Linked DNA regions of Mus musculus: region 2 is linked to region 1. Evidence: chromatin contacts called from public promoter capture Hi-C data. All regions are on one chromosome and are shown on one strand. Each heading gives the region's core, a stretch centred on a gene start, on an enhancer-like site or on the middle of the called end of the contact. The rest is flanking DNA. Distances are from core to core; before and after follow the strand shown.

Region 1 (5,965 bases), core at 2,400-4,899:
TGGTACCCTATAGTCACCAGCAAACTTTTCTGTATATCCTAAGGAAGTCCTTTTCTGAATTTTTCAAGCCTATTCCTCTACTACAGATTTCTGTAATCAAATGTTCTTTTATTCAACATAAAGTTGTTACTTTTCATCCAGTAGATTAGAAACTCATTTCTTTTTATTGCTGACCAATGTACTACTTCAGGAATAAAATTGGCTTTCCTGGTGATAGGTAGATATTTGGGATGCTTCCAATTTGAAAGATCATTATAAATAAGAGTGATACAAACATACATGAGCAAGACCTTATGTGGATGTATGTTTTCAACCTATCTTCCTGCTAAATTATAGGCTTAAAACTTGTCCCTTTGGGCAAAAGTAAAGGAATGAACTATCTCAGGCCTGTGTTACCCTGGAAAATACCTTTTTTTTTTCTTTTTTGAGACAGGATTTCTCTGTGTAGTCCTGTCTATCCTGGAACTCACTATATAGACAAGACTGGCCATGAACACAGATCCATCTGCCTTGGCCTCCCAAGTGCTGGGATCAAAGGTATGTACCACCATACCAGTGAAAAAAGCATTATTAAAGTCTCACACTTGCTGGGTTTTAAGTTAACTTTTTTGTCAAGTTCCAAGAACTGAACAAATTTTCTTGAACGAATATCCCGACTAGTTTATGAATCTAGGGATAAACTGCCTTCTGGCTTTTGAACAGGGACATTTTTCTTCCTACATTTTTATTTTTAAAGCTTCCTAAGATGATAGAAAATGTTTTTTAAGATCAGTGTATTATGTTTCCAAAGAGCAGAATTATACCAGCTTAAAGGCACTGTTCTTGAGAATCTAACAGAAAGAAAGATAGTTTCTGACAGATCCAAACTGTCAGTATTTAAATCCTGTGTGGTAATTTAGAACCGGCATGTTTTCTAAGAATGCAGACTCATCATGAGGGAACTGTGGGGCAGGGAGCTAGCTAAATCTAAATAGGGGAAGTGGTGATGTGAACTACAACCTTTTCTGGCTGATTCTCACGGAAGAAAATGAGGACACTTTTGGTCTTCTAAAGATGTAAATGAATTTCTTAAAAGCTGTCTTCTAAGTTTTTATTTGAATGAAAATCTACATGAAAGATTCTTCAAGTAGCTCCCTTAAGAAAACAAACATCACATTATTATGATATACTTTGAAGGGGACACCTGGTGAAAAGTAGCCTGCAGGGTTTTACCAGCCCTCCAAAACAGACTCTGTAACTGTTATTGTCAGATTCCAGACAGAATGTTCTCAGAAAGCCATTACTGCAAGCAAGCTCATGTTTCTTGGACAAGCTAGCAATTCAGATTATAACTAGACTTGTAGACACTGTGTTGGGGCTTAAATAGCTACTACTAAACTGCCACTCACATTTCACCGGGCCTGTTCCTAGCAAGGCGAGGGCAGAAGGATCATGAGTTCGAGATTACCCTCAGTGACGTCTGAAGCCGCCTGCGTCACAGGAGACCCTGACTGAAACTGAGAGGACGCCAGAGTGGTTGTTATTTTTAAGAAACAGTGCTAACATCAAATATTTCATAATTCTAGAGAGAAAGCTACTGCACACTGTTGGTTTAGGAGGGGCAAGGTATGGCTGAATTTCCTGAGTGGCTTTAATAAGAATTATTTACTGACAGAATGAATAGACCTGTAAGGACATAAGCTTATAAGGCTTATAAGGCTTTCTAGCCACTAAACAAAGAGTCATAACCTGCTTCAACAACATTTCATCCACAAAAACCTGAAACTAACATAAATGCAGCCACAGTCATAACCAACACATGCAAGATGCCCTTCAGTAGGGTGAGAAAAAAACGGATTAAACTCCTAATTAATGTGTATTATTAAGACAAATTGGCAAAGCAGAACAATGCCACAAAATGACTATGCCTCTTTGGCTTTGAATTCCCAGTTTTAGTGAATTACATTCAAGACTATACCATTCAGAAGAGAAAAAACAATTGGTTTATGTATACTAACATTAAACTACTACAACGCACTTATTTGAAATATAGAACTCTAAATTTCAAGCTATAAAGGGGCAGGAAGGCAGAGGACAAGATCAGTACTGTCAGAATACCTGCAGGAGGGTTACACGAAACAGTGCCGAGGTAAAGAAATGGCAGGGGAGGGAAGTCAAGTCATGTACTTGCTACAGTTTTTAAAAATAAGGGCACAGGACCAAGAAATTTTGATATTTATAGAGAACAGAAGATTTGGAATTTTTTGTTCTTGTTACTTTTATGTTACTTCAAGTGTCTGCATGTTTCCTTGGTGTGGATTCGTCAGCTACAGTGCTTTCTAATCTCTTTCATACACTCTACTGGATCTAATGTTTAAACACGTTAAAAGCTTAAAACCTACTTGTTAACAGAGCAGTTGTCAGTGACAATTAAAAAAAAAATCTCTCTGTTAAAGTCTGTATGGTATAGGTGTATCCATATAAACACATGAGTCTCTTTTGTTTTTACTTTTTATCCCTGGGAGGGGCGAGTATCAAATGCACATCTGTTTGAGGAACTCACTCAGGAAAAGCCAAACTGCAAACAAAATAATTTCCTTGGAATGGGGCTGACACCCATCTCCAAATACTCCTCAACAATTTGGTATGAACTCCATCTTCTGGTACACGGAATTACTTTTTCTTCCAAGTCTCCCAATTATTGTATTTCAAGTCAAATGTCTCTAGACTACTCACCTCCGAGTTATCTAAATTCATGTTTGCATTCGCTGATATTAGGGACCTCAGGCACTGCTGATTTTGTCACCATCTCATACAGTCTGCGGACACGGTTTAGAAAAATTTAACCTACACCATCATGCTCCAAACCCAACACAATCTATCAAGTACTGACTGCATTCTGCATATAGTCAAGATATTTATTACTGAGCTGCGGGAACCTTTTCATACAGGCAGAACCTTAATTCACAATAGATTCAATGCTCCAAAATCATAGAGCCTAGGAATACATCCGGCTACTTTTTCTGCACCTCAACTTGCTCCAGGAACTGTAGTTATGGAGGTGACCTCAAATGCCTCCATGATAGGTGACTTCAAGCCTCCAAGTGCTGTCGGGAAGGGAGGTCACTGGTGATTTCGTTAATACAGGCATCATACACGGGCATGGCGTGGAGGCAGTACTTCTTCCCCACGCGCTGGGCGCCTCACACAGCGAGGACTTGGAAAGTGCTTTACAAGATGCATGCGACAGTGAGTTCAGGAACGAGCCGCGTCGCTCCTACCTCAGCACCTACTCCCCGGCATTAACCCGTTGGGTCGGTCGCCCGGGAAAGGAACCCTTCCCGGGGCCGCCTCGCGCCGCGCAGGCGCACGCCGGCCGCGGGTCACGTGCCAAGGCCTGACGCCCCGCCCCGGCCCGCCCCGCGCCGCGCCGCGCTCTCCACCGCTGCCCCCACGGGGGCGGCGCGCGAGGATGGGACGGCGGCGGGAGGGTTACCTGTGAGGCGGGCGAACCCGGTGATGCTGTCGGGGACCGGGAGCTGCTTGAGGTAGGCGGGCAGCTGCACCTTCACGATGCGGGCCACGCTGTCCAGGACCATCCTGCCGCCGGCGGCGTCCGCTGCCCGGCTGCTGCGCTTGCGTGAGAGCGGAAGCGGCCGGCGGGCTCGCGGGCTCGGGCGGGAGGTGGCCCGCCGGGCCGCGATTGGCGCGCGGCGAGTGACGTGCGCGCTGCGGAGCGGAGCCGAGCGCAACGCAGCGCCCAGCGTACGGAGCCCGGCCTGTCCTCGGCTCGGCTGCGGGGGTGGGCGTCCGCTTTCGACCCTTGACGTCTGCGGAAGCGGGTGGCCGGGTTTTGAAAGAAACCCAAAGTTACCCACTGATTGTTTTTTCCTCCGCAACTTTAGTCAGTTCTGCCCAAGCAGTCAAAGGCTTTTCTTTTTAAAGGGGGGAAATGTGTTTGCCCCCCACCCCCTTTTTTAGACAGTCATGTAACCCAGCCTGAACTGACATTCAGGAGGCTGATAACTATGAGTATCTTCATCTTCCAAATGCTGGGATAACCACGCTTGTCTTGTGGAGTTTCTGTGACACGGGGCTTACGTCTTGTAAAATGTAAAGGTATTGGAGTGGTTTTACTTACCTATCTTGGCTGAGGTTAGAATAGCCAGGGTAATGCATTCGCTGTGGAGTTAAGGGCTTTTGACCCAGGAGCCTACTGTTGAATAGCAAGCTAGTCAGATGAGCAGGCTTGAAGGTCACTGAGGATGGACCGACCCCAAGTTCAGTCTGCAGCTTACAATCCTCGGAACTGAAACTGCAACTCTGATTACTGGTCAAAAAAAAAAAAAAATCTCTGGCCTTGGTGAAAACATGACATTCTAAACTGAGCCAAAGATCTTAAGTTTGCTATCTGGTGCTGAAAAGGAGAGCTTTCTGGGAAGAATAAAGGTGTAACCACTGTTCTCCCTCCTTTATGAGTTCATCCAAATGGGCCTATCAAGGAAATCGGAAAATTGTCTATTCAAGAGACTTAAATAGTACAAAGCCTACTTAAAAAACATGTCACAACACCATAGTTTAGCTGTTATCCACTGTCACCTCATGAAATTGTTCACCTCTATAGTGTTCCCTTTGGTCTCTTCTCCCCTTTGTGAGTACCCTACTTTATCATTTAATAAACTCTTGTCTTCACTATCCTGTGTCTCGTTTAAATTCTTTAAACAGACCACAAGTACTAGAGCTAAGGGAAGGCCAGAGCAAGTACCTGGTAAAAGTATCCTGGAAACTTGACATCAGTGTTCTGTAACATTCAGCATTTGGTATGCCCACGTAACATCGAGCTGTAATCAGCTTTATTTTTTTGTTGGTATTTTAAGTTTGAAAAGTAAACTGTTGGGGGGGGGTGGGTATGGGGGACCTTTGGGATAGCATTGAAAATGTAAACGAGGAAAATACCTAATTTAAAAAAAAAATCTAAAAAAAAAAAAAGAAAAGTAAACTGTTCTTTGAACTGTTTAAATTTAACTCTGATCATTTTTTTCACTAAAACACTAAAAAGAAAAGTAGCAGGTGATGAAAAGTTTTTTTAAAATTACTATCATTTTTAACCTGATCAGATTGACCAAGTACAATTGGATAATTGAAGGTTTTTGGATATAGAACATGTCTATGAGCTATGGCATAGCAAATGATACACCAAAAAGTGGTGATTTAAAAGATTACTGTTTCCATTAGGATTTCCATATTTCCATTCCTTTTGGGAGGTTAGGTTTTTTGTTTATTTGTTTTGTTTTGTTTGTTTTTGTCTGAAGGAAAAAAGGTCCCAAAGTTGTTTGTCTTAAAAGGAGTGAAATTTAAGCATTCTTGCCCTCTGAACTGTATTACCTCTGCTAATCAGGTATACCGTCCTTGTGGAAATGGTTGAAGTAGGAGGTAAGTTGAACATAGGGTACACTGAAGAATGTCTGCGAAAGGACATTGGATATTTCTTTTAATTCATCATGACAAGGACAAAATAGGCTATGTTGAATGACATTCTTAAGACCTCTACAGTTTTTCATTTGGGATAAAAGGTAGAAACCTGTCTTAGAAACACAAATATTCAAGTGCCAGATTACAATTCAGTGTACTCAGACACCAGTGTCACCATATAGGGTATGTCTAATACCCAGAGAGACTCAACAATTCAGCACACTCAGACACCCTTGTCACCACATAGGGTATGTCTAATACCCAGAGAGACTCAGTATTCTTTAGAGCCACAGTTGGCAATACCACCACTGCAATTGTTGTTTTCCTTTGAATGTTTTTGAATTCCATATAAAAAGAATTACAGGTGTGTGTGTGTGTGTGTGTGTGTGTGAGAGAGAGAGAGAGAGAGATTAGCTTCCTCTCAGCAGTATTTGTAGATACTGGATTGATATTTTTGATGGAAGCTTATATGCCTAAAACTTTTTTTCCTTGAAATTTAGAAAAGTATGGATCA
Region 2 (6,139 bases), core at 643-3,142, 2.4 Mb after region 1:
AAGTGGGGGCGTCTGTGTTAGGAGAAGTTGGTAAGTTCTGGTTGGCTATGTTAACTAAGTGATGGATTTTGATTGCTGGACCTTGGTGGTTCGTCTTAGGAAATGAGTCAGTGGACAAATGAGGAAATAGACCTGGGGCGTGGCGGGGGGGGGGGGTAGCTTTAGGAGTGTAATCTAACAGTGTTTAGCAAGGAAGAAAGAAGGGTAAAAGGCAAAAAACCTGGGGGCACATTTGCCACGCTCAAGCCTGTTAGAGCCCTTCACATCCTTCAATATTTTCAGTGGGTTTGTTGTTGTTGTTGTTGGTGGTGGTGGTGGTGGTGGTGTTTGTTTTGCACAGCTCTGCTGTGGGTCTGGGACTCACAATATTCCTACTCCTAAAGTCTCCTGACTGCTGGGTGAACTGGTAGGAACCAACAGGCACACTATAGTTATTGTTAAAAAAATAATAAATTCCTAGTGTGCTAGGACATTCTTTTAATCCCAGCACTTGAGAATCAGGTAGATTTCTATGAGTTCAAGGCCAGCCTGATTTACATAGTAATTCCAGGTCAGCTAGGGAATATAGTGAGACCCTGCCTCAAATAAATAGTTGATAGATAACATAGATGATCTAGATATAGATGGTAGATAAAATAAAAAACATATTTTAATTTTTTTAAAATTGTGCTGGAGGTTGAACCCAAAAGTTCAAGCATAAGGATAGGCTACTAAAAATAATGGGCTTTATAGTATAAGGCTTTCAAAGCTAACTTCACATGTTTTATTAGTTTGGAGACCTAAATGCTATAACCAAAAATCACAGTAGCCTAACCCAACTCAAGGGTTGGAGTTCTGGTTTTCAAGATTTCCTTCTATGAACTCAGTCTTGTAGATGTGTTCTTGTCTCCTGTTTTACTTTTTTTTTTTTCTTCTCCGAGTGACAAGATACCATGAAAACAGCAACTCAGAGAGAAAGGAGAGTGAGAGCGCCTTGTTTTGGTTCATCTCAACGGTATGCTGTCCATCGAGGTGAGTAGGTTATTTATGATTGGCATCCGCAATCAGGAAGCAGATCGCTATCTGAGATTCCAGCTGTGAAATGGTCCCACCCAAATTTAGGGTGAGTCTTCTTCACCTCAAATAACATAATCCAGATAATCCCTCACAAACATGCTCAGACTTGTTTCCATGGTGATTCTAAATCCCATCAAGTAGAAAATTTAGACTTACCACTCCATCTGCCTTAGAGTCATACATGCACCACTCCCAAATACAGAAGACGACATGGAGGCATATGTATGTTGCGTGTAGTTTTAAAAACAGGCTTCTGCCTTGCCCCGCAGCTGCCATGCTGTGCTACCAGCCTCTCGTTTACCCTTTGTTCCACCTGGTTTAGCTCCTGGATTGATCGCAAACAGCCCTAACCCAGCTTCCTTTTGAATCCGGGGATAAAAGACAGCATACTCAGCCTTATTACCATAACTTGCCTGCTAAGCACAATTGCTGGGCACAAATACCTCCCGCCTGGAAATGTGTGTCCTTACCAATGTATTATCTCCGTCTCTCCTTCTGCCCTAAACTTAGTGGCTTGTTCCAATTAGCCCCTGCCAAACATCTTTGGCAACCCGCCCATAGAGGAGGTTGCAGGCCCTACCTGCCCCCGAGGTCTTACATGGTGGCTGTGTCCCTTTTTCCCCAAAGCATGGCTGAAAAGCCTCCTCTCCTTGCTTGCATCTGCCCTTTCCTCCTGGGACCCAGAAGTCCCAACCTGCCCCTTCCACCCAGCAATGAGTTCCCGGCCTTCTTTATTGACAAATCAAGAATCAATTAGGGAACTAGACCTTAGTATCAGAACTTCCCCTTACATATGGCTTCCCTAAAAGCTTTGATATAGAAACAACACATTACCTCCGTATACATCAGCACGAGCCAATCACGTGCTAACCCTCTCTGTAGGAGGACGCGGGACTGGGGAGCAACCACGCAGGACTTCCACGATCTACTTCCTGTTCTTCAGTCTATTTACCTTGGCAACAATTCTCATAACCCATGAAGGGTGGCATAAGTGAGAAAGTACCCATGGAAGTGTATGAAACAAACGGAACCAGGCAGTTGGCAACACTTAATCTTGCAGATAAATGAATTTCCGCAACAACAATTATTTAAAGCAGGTCCAGCTTCTGAGGGTGAATTTTGAGGAGATTTGGCTTCCTCCAAAAATATGCACCATGAATAAAAAAAATACTAAACTTGCTATACTCAAAACTTGCTAGGTGGTGATGGCACACAACTTTAATCCCAGCTGATCCCGGCACTCAGGAGGCAGAGTCAGATGGATCTCTGAATTTGAGGCCGCCCTGGTCTACAGAGCAAGATCCAGGACAGCTCAGGGCTACACAGAGAAATCCTACCTGGAAAAAAACAAAAAACAATCAATCAAAACCCGCCCCCAGTCTTTTAAGTCAATCCATTGTCACAATCAACCGAGAAGAGAATGGTAGTCTTCCAGGTCCTAATCAAGTGACACTCCAATGGCATTAGAAATGGACCTTCTAGTTTGAACTGGCCACAAACAACATTTAGAAACCAACTTAATTGAAAACACAACAGGTAGACATCATTTTTTTTTTAATTTTGTATTAGGTATCTTCCTCATTTACATTTCCAATGCTATCCCAAAAGTCCCCCATACCCACCCACCCCCACTCCCCTACCCACCCACTCCCCCTTTTTGGCCCTGGCGTTCCCCTGTACTGGGGAATATAAAGTTTGCAAGTCCAATGGGCCTCTCTTTCCAGTGATGGCCGACTAGGCCATCTTTTGATACATATGCAGCTAGAGACAAGAGCTCCGGGGTACTGGTTAGTTCATATTGTTCCACCTATAGGGTTGCAGTTCCCTTTAGCTCTTTGGGTACTTTCTCTAGCTCCTCCATTGGGGGCCCTGTGATCCATCCAATAGCTGACTGTGAGCATCCACTTCTGTGTTTGCTAGGCCCCGGCAGACATCATTTATTAATTTTTGATTTGATTAATGTGTTTGTTGTGTGTGTTTAGGGGTGTGTGTGTGTGTGTGTGTGTGTGTGTGTGTGTGTATGCGCGTGTGTCCATGTGTGCGCCTTTGGCATTAGCATGCCACATTAGTGTGTGAGTGAAGGTAAGGGTATGTGATGGTTTGAATGGAAAATGTCTGTCATAGTTTAGAGCATTTGAATACTTGGTCACCAGGTGATGGCACTGTTTGGGTAGGTTTAAGAGGTATAGTCTTACTGGAGAAAGTATGCCTCTGAGAGCAGGCTTTAAGAGTAAACAGTCTTGGTGGGGTGGGGACTGGCTAGATGACTCAGCGGGTGAGAGCACTGACTGCCCTTCCAAAGATCCTGAGCTCAAATCCCAGCAACCACATGGTGGCTCCCAACCACCCATAATGAGATCTGCTGCTGCCTTCTTCTGGTGCGTCTGAAGTCAGCTACAGTGTACTTATGTATAATAATAAATAAATCTTTGGGCTGAAACGAGCAGGGACTGATTGAGGGTGGGGGTGGGGTGGGGCTACTGGAAAAAGTGGGGTTGACCAGAGCGAGCAGAGGTCCTAAAATTCAATTCCCAAAAACTACATGAAGGCTCACAACTATCTATACAGCTACAGTGTACTCATATGCATAAGATAAATAAATCTTTTTAAAAAAAAAGGGTAAACAGTCTTACCTACTTCTATTTTTGACTCTGTCTGCTTCCTGCTTGTAGTTGGAGTTGCGAGCTCTCAGCTTGCCACTCCAGCAGCCATGCCTGCCATGTCTCTGCCATGATGGATTCTCGTCCCTCTGGAACCATGGTCCAAATAAACGCTTCTACACGTTGCTTTGGTTGTGGTGTGTTATCACAGCAATAGAAAATAATACAGAGAACAAGTTTCAGGGGTTGGCTCTCTCCTTCCACCATAGGTTCCCAGGGAGCTCAGGCCATCAAGTTTGTGCAGAAAGAACTAGCTTGGCCATCACAACCAGTCCAGGGTAGACAGTTTTAAAAGTTTGTTTTTCTTTCTTTTTTTAAGTTCTTGAGCCTTGATACATCTGTAAATGCTGTGTAATGGTTTGTATATACTTGAACCAGGAAGTGGCACTATTAGAAGGTGTGGCCCTGTTGGAATTGGTGTGTCACTGTGGGTATGGGTTTTAAGACCCTCATCCTAGCTGCCTGGAAGCCCATATTCTGCTAGCAGCCTGCAGATGAAGATGTAGAACTCTCAGCTCTGCCTGCACCATGCCTGCCAGGACGCTGCCATATTCCTGCCTTGATGTTAATGGACTGAACTTCTGAACAGGTAAGCTGGCCCAAATTAAATATTGTCCTTATAAGAGTTGCCTTGGTCATGGTGTCTGTTCACAGCAGTAAAACCCTAACTCAGACATGCTGCTATTATAAATGGCTTTTTAATTTGATGCTGCTGTCGTTAATCTCTTTTCTTTATTGGTATTTGTTCTTGGCACTGATGTTTTTGCTTTAGATGGTCATATGCAGAAGTATTGTACATTTATAGGCATGTGTATCTCATATGTGCATATACTCAGTCTTAACATTTCTGTAATTCATAATGTTAACTAATCCCTTTCTTGAAATGAGTAAGGTTTTTACTTTGTCGCAAAGTTAGGGCTGGAGAGATGACTTAGATGTGTCAAGCATTTAATGCTCTCCCAGGGGATCCAAGCTCAGTTCCTAGCATTCATAACACAGGGCTCACAACTGCCTGTTGCTCGGCACCAAGGGATGCAGTGCCCTCTTCTGGCCTCTGGGCACATCTGCACACACATGGCATACATTCATGCAGATAGGCACATGTACATATTGATACAAATAGAAAATGAGTCTTTTTTTAAAAAAATCACAGATTAATGACATGCAATAAGTACTTCTACTTTGGAAAGACACAATATAACTGACTTGCCTGGGTTTTCCTATAGTGTATAAAATTTATACATTTTCCACTTGATTTGAAGGGAAAAAATGAATTGTTTGTTTTTGACTTGGGGGTGAGGAGAGGTTGGCAGTCTCAACTGTCCAGGCTGCCCTTGAATTTCACATAGCTAAGCATAACCTTGATCTCCTGTTCAGCTTTCTTAACACTGGAATTGTAGGCCTGTAACACAGAGTCCAGCGTTTTTATTACTGTTTTCATTTTATCTCGGCTTTATTTGTTTGTTGTTTGTTTGTTTTCTGAGGCAAAGTCTCTCAATGTAGCTCTGGCTTGACTGGAACTCCCTGTGTAAACCAGGCTGACCCCAAACTCACAGACCTGCCTGCCTCTACCTTAAGAGTGCAGGAATTAAAGACATGTGCCACCACACTCAGATGTTCTTTTTTGTTTTGTTTTGGTTTGGTTTGGTTTTTGTTTTGGGGGTTTTGGGTTTTTGTTTGTTTGTTTTTCGAGACAGGGTTTCTCTGTGTAGCCCTGACTGTCCTGGAACTCACTTTGTAGACCAGGCTGGCCTCGAACTCAGAAATCCACCTGCCTCTGCCTTCTGAGTGCTGGGATTAAAGGCGTGTGCCACCACACCCGACTTCTCCAGTCCTTTTTATTGTTAAGCGTACTGTTTTAAGATAGGATATTAAGAAGTAAATGAAGAGGCAGTGTAAATTTCCACATCCTGTGGTGAAATATGATAAATGGTCTCAGTAGTTCCTGCCTAGCAAAGTGGACTAATCTATTAATGGAGGAAGTAATCTCTGCTTCCAGTTAGAATTCTGTGGAGCTGAGGTTTGCTGTGGAAATTAATGACTATTTTGCAAAATTTTAGGACACAAGAAGACAGCGGAAACAATGTTCCTCTGAAACTGACGTGGATCTCTCTTTTTTTTTTTTTTTTTATGGTTTTTCGAGACAGGGTTTCTCTGTATAGCCCTGGCTGTCCTGGAGCTCACTTTGTAGACCAGGCTGGCCTCGAACTCAGAAATCCACCTGCCTCTGCCTCCCGAGTGCTGGGATTAAAGGCGTGCGCCACCACGCCAGGCCTGACGTGGATCTCTTAAACGTTGTTCAGCTATATGCTTTGCAGACTGTTTACACAGAGAGGGTTGGGCCTACTGGCACATGCACGCACGCACGCACGCACACCCACACCCACCCACACACACACACACCTGTAATCCCAGTGAGTGAC

Evidence for each region. Promoter capture Hi-C pulls out the DNA fragments that hold promoters and counts their contacts.
Region 2: a promoter capture Hi-C map of embryonic stem cells shows a contact between it and region 1, with 7 times the contacts expected there. The contact joins the enhancer-like site here to the promoter of Cisd2 in region 1. A contact is called at or near these places in 2 of 39 promoter capture datasets (cranial neural crest and embryonic stem cells) and 6 of 115 datasets of contacts at active chromatin or transcription factors (bone marrow-derived dendritic cells, embryonic forebrain, embryonic stem cells and 1 more).

What each region holds. Positions count from the first base shown.
Region 1 is chr3:135,419,784-135,425,748 of GRCm38.p6, forward strand. It overlaps Cisd2 (CDGSH iron sulfur domain 2), which reads right to left and starts at 3,650. Exons shown (of 3, transcript NM_025902.3): 1 at 3,476-3,650. The coding sequence starts at 3,578.
Region 2 is chr3:137,846,644-137,852,782 of GRCm38.p6, forward strand. No RefSeq gene overlaps it. Among named protein-coding and RNA genes, the nearest start is that of Gm43403, 15 kb to the right of the region's middle. Within about 2 kb of position 1,893, at least 34 of the 459 cell types and tissues checked have an H3K27ac peak or open chromatin away from gene starts, as enhancers often do. A contact at or near this core is called in embryonic stem cells, where this site is marked.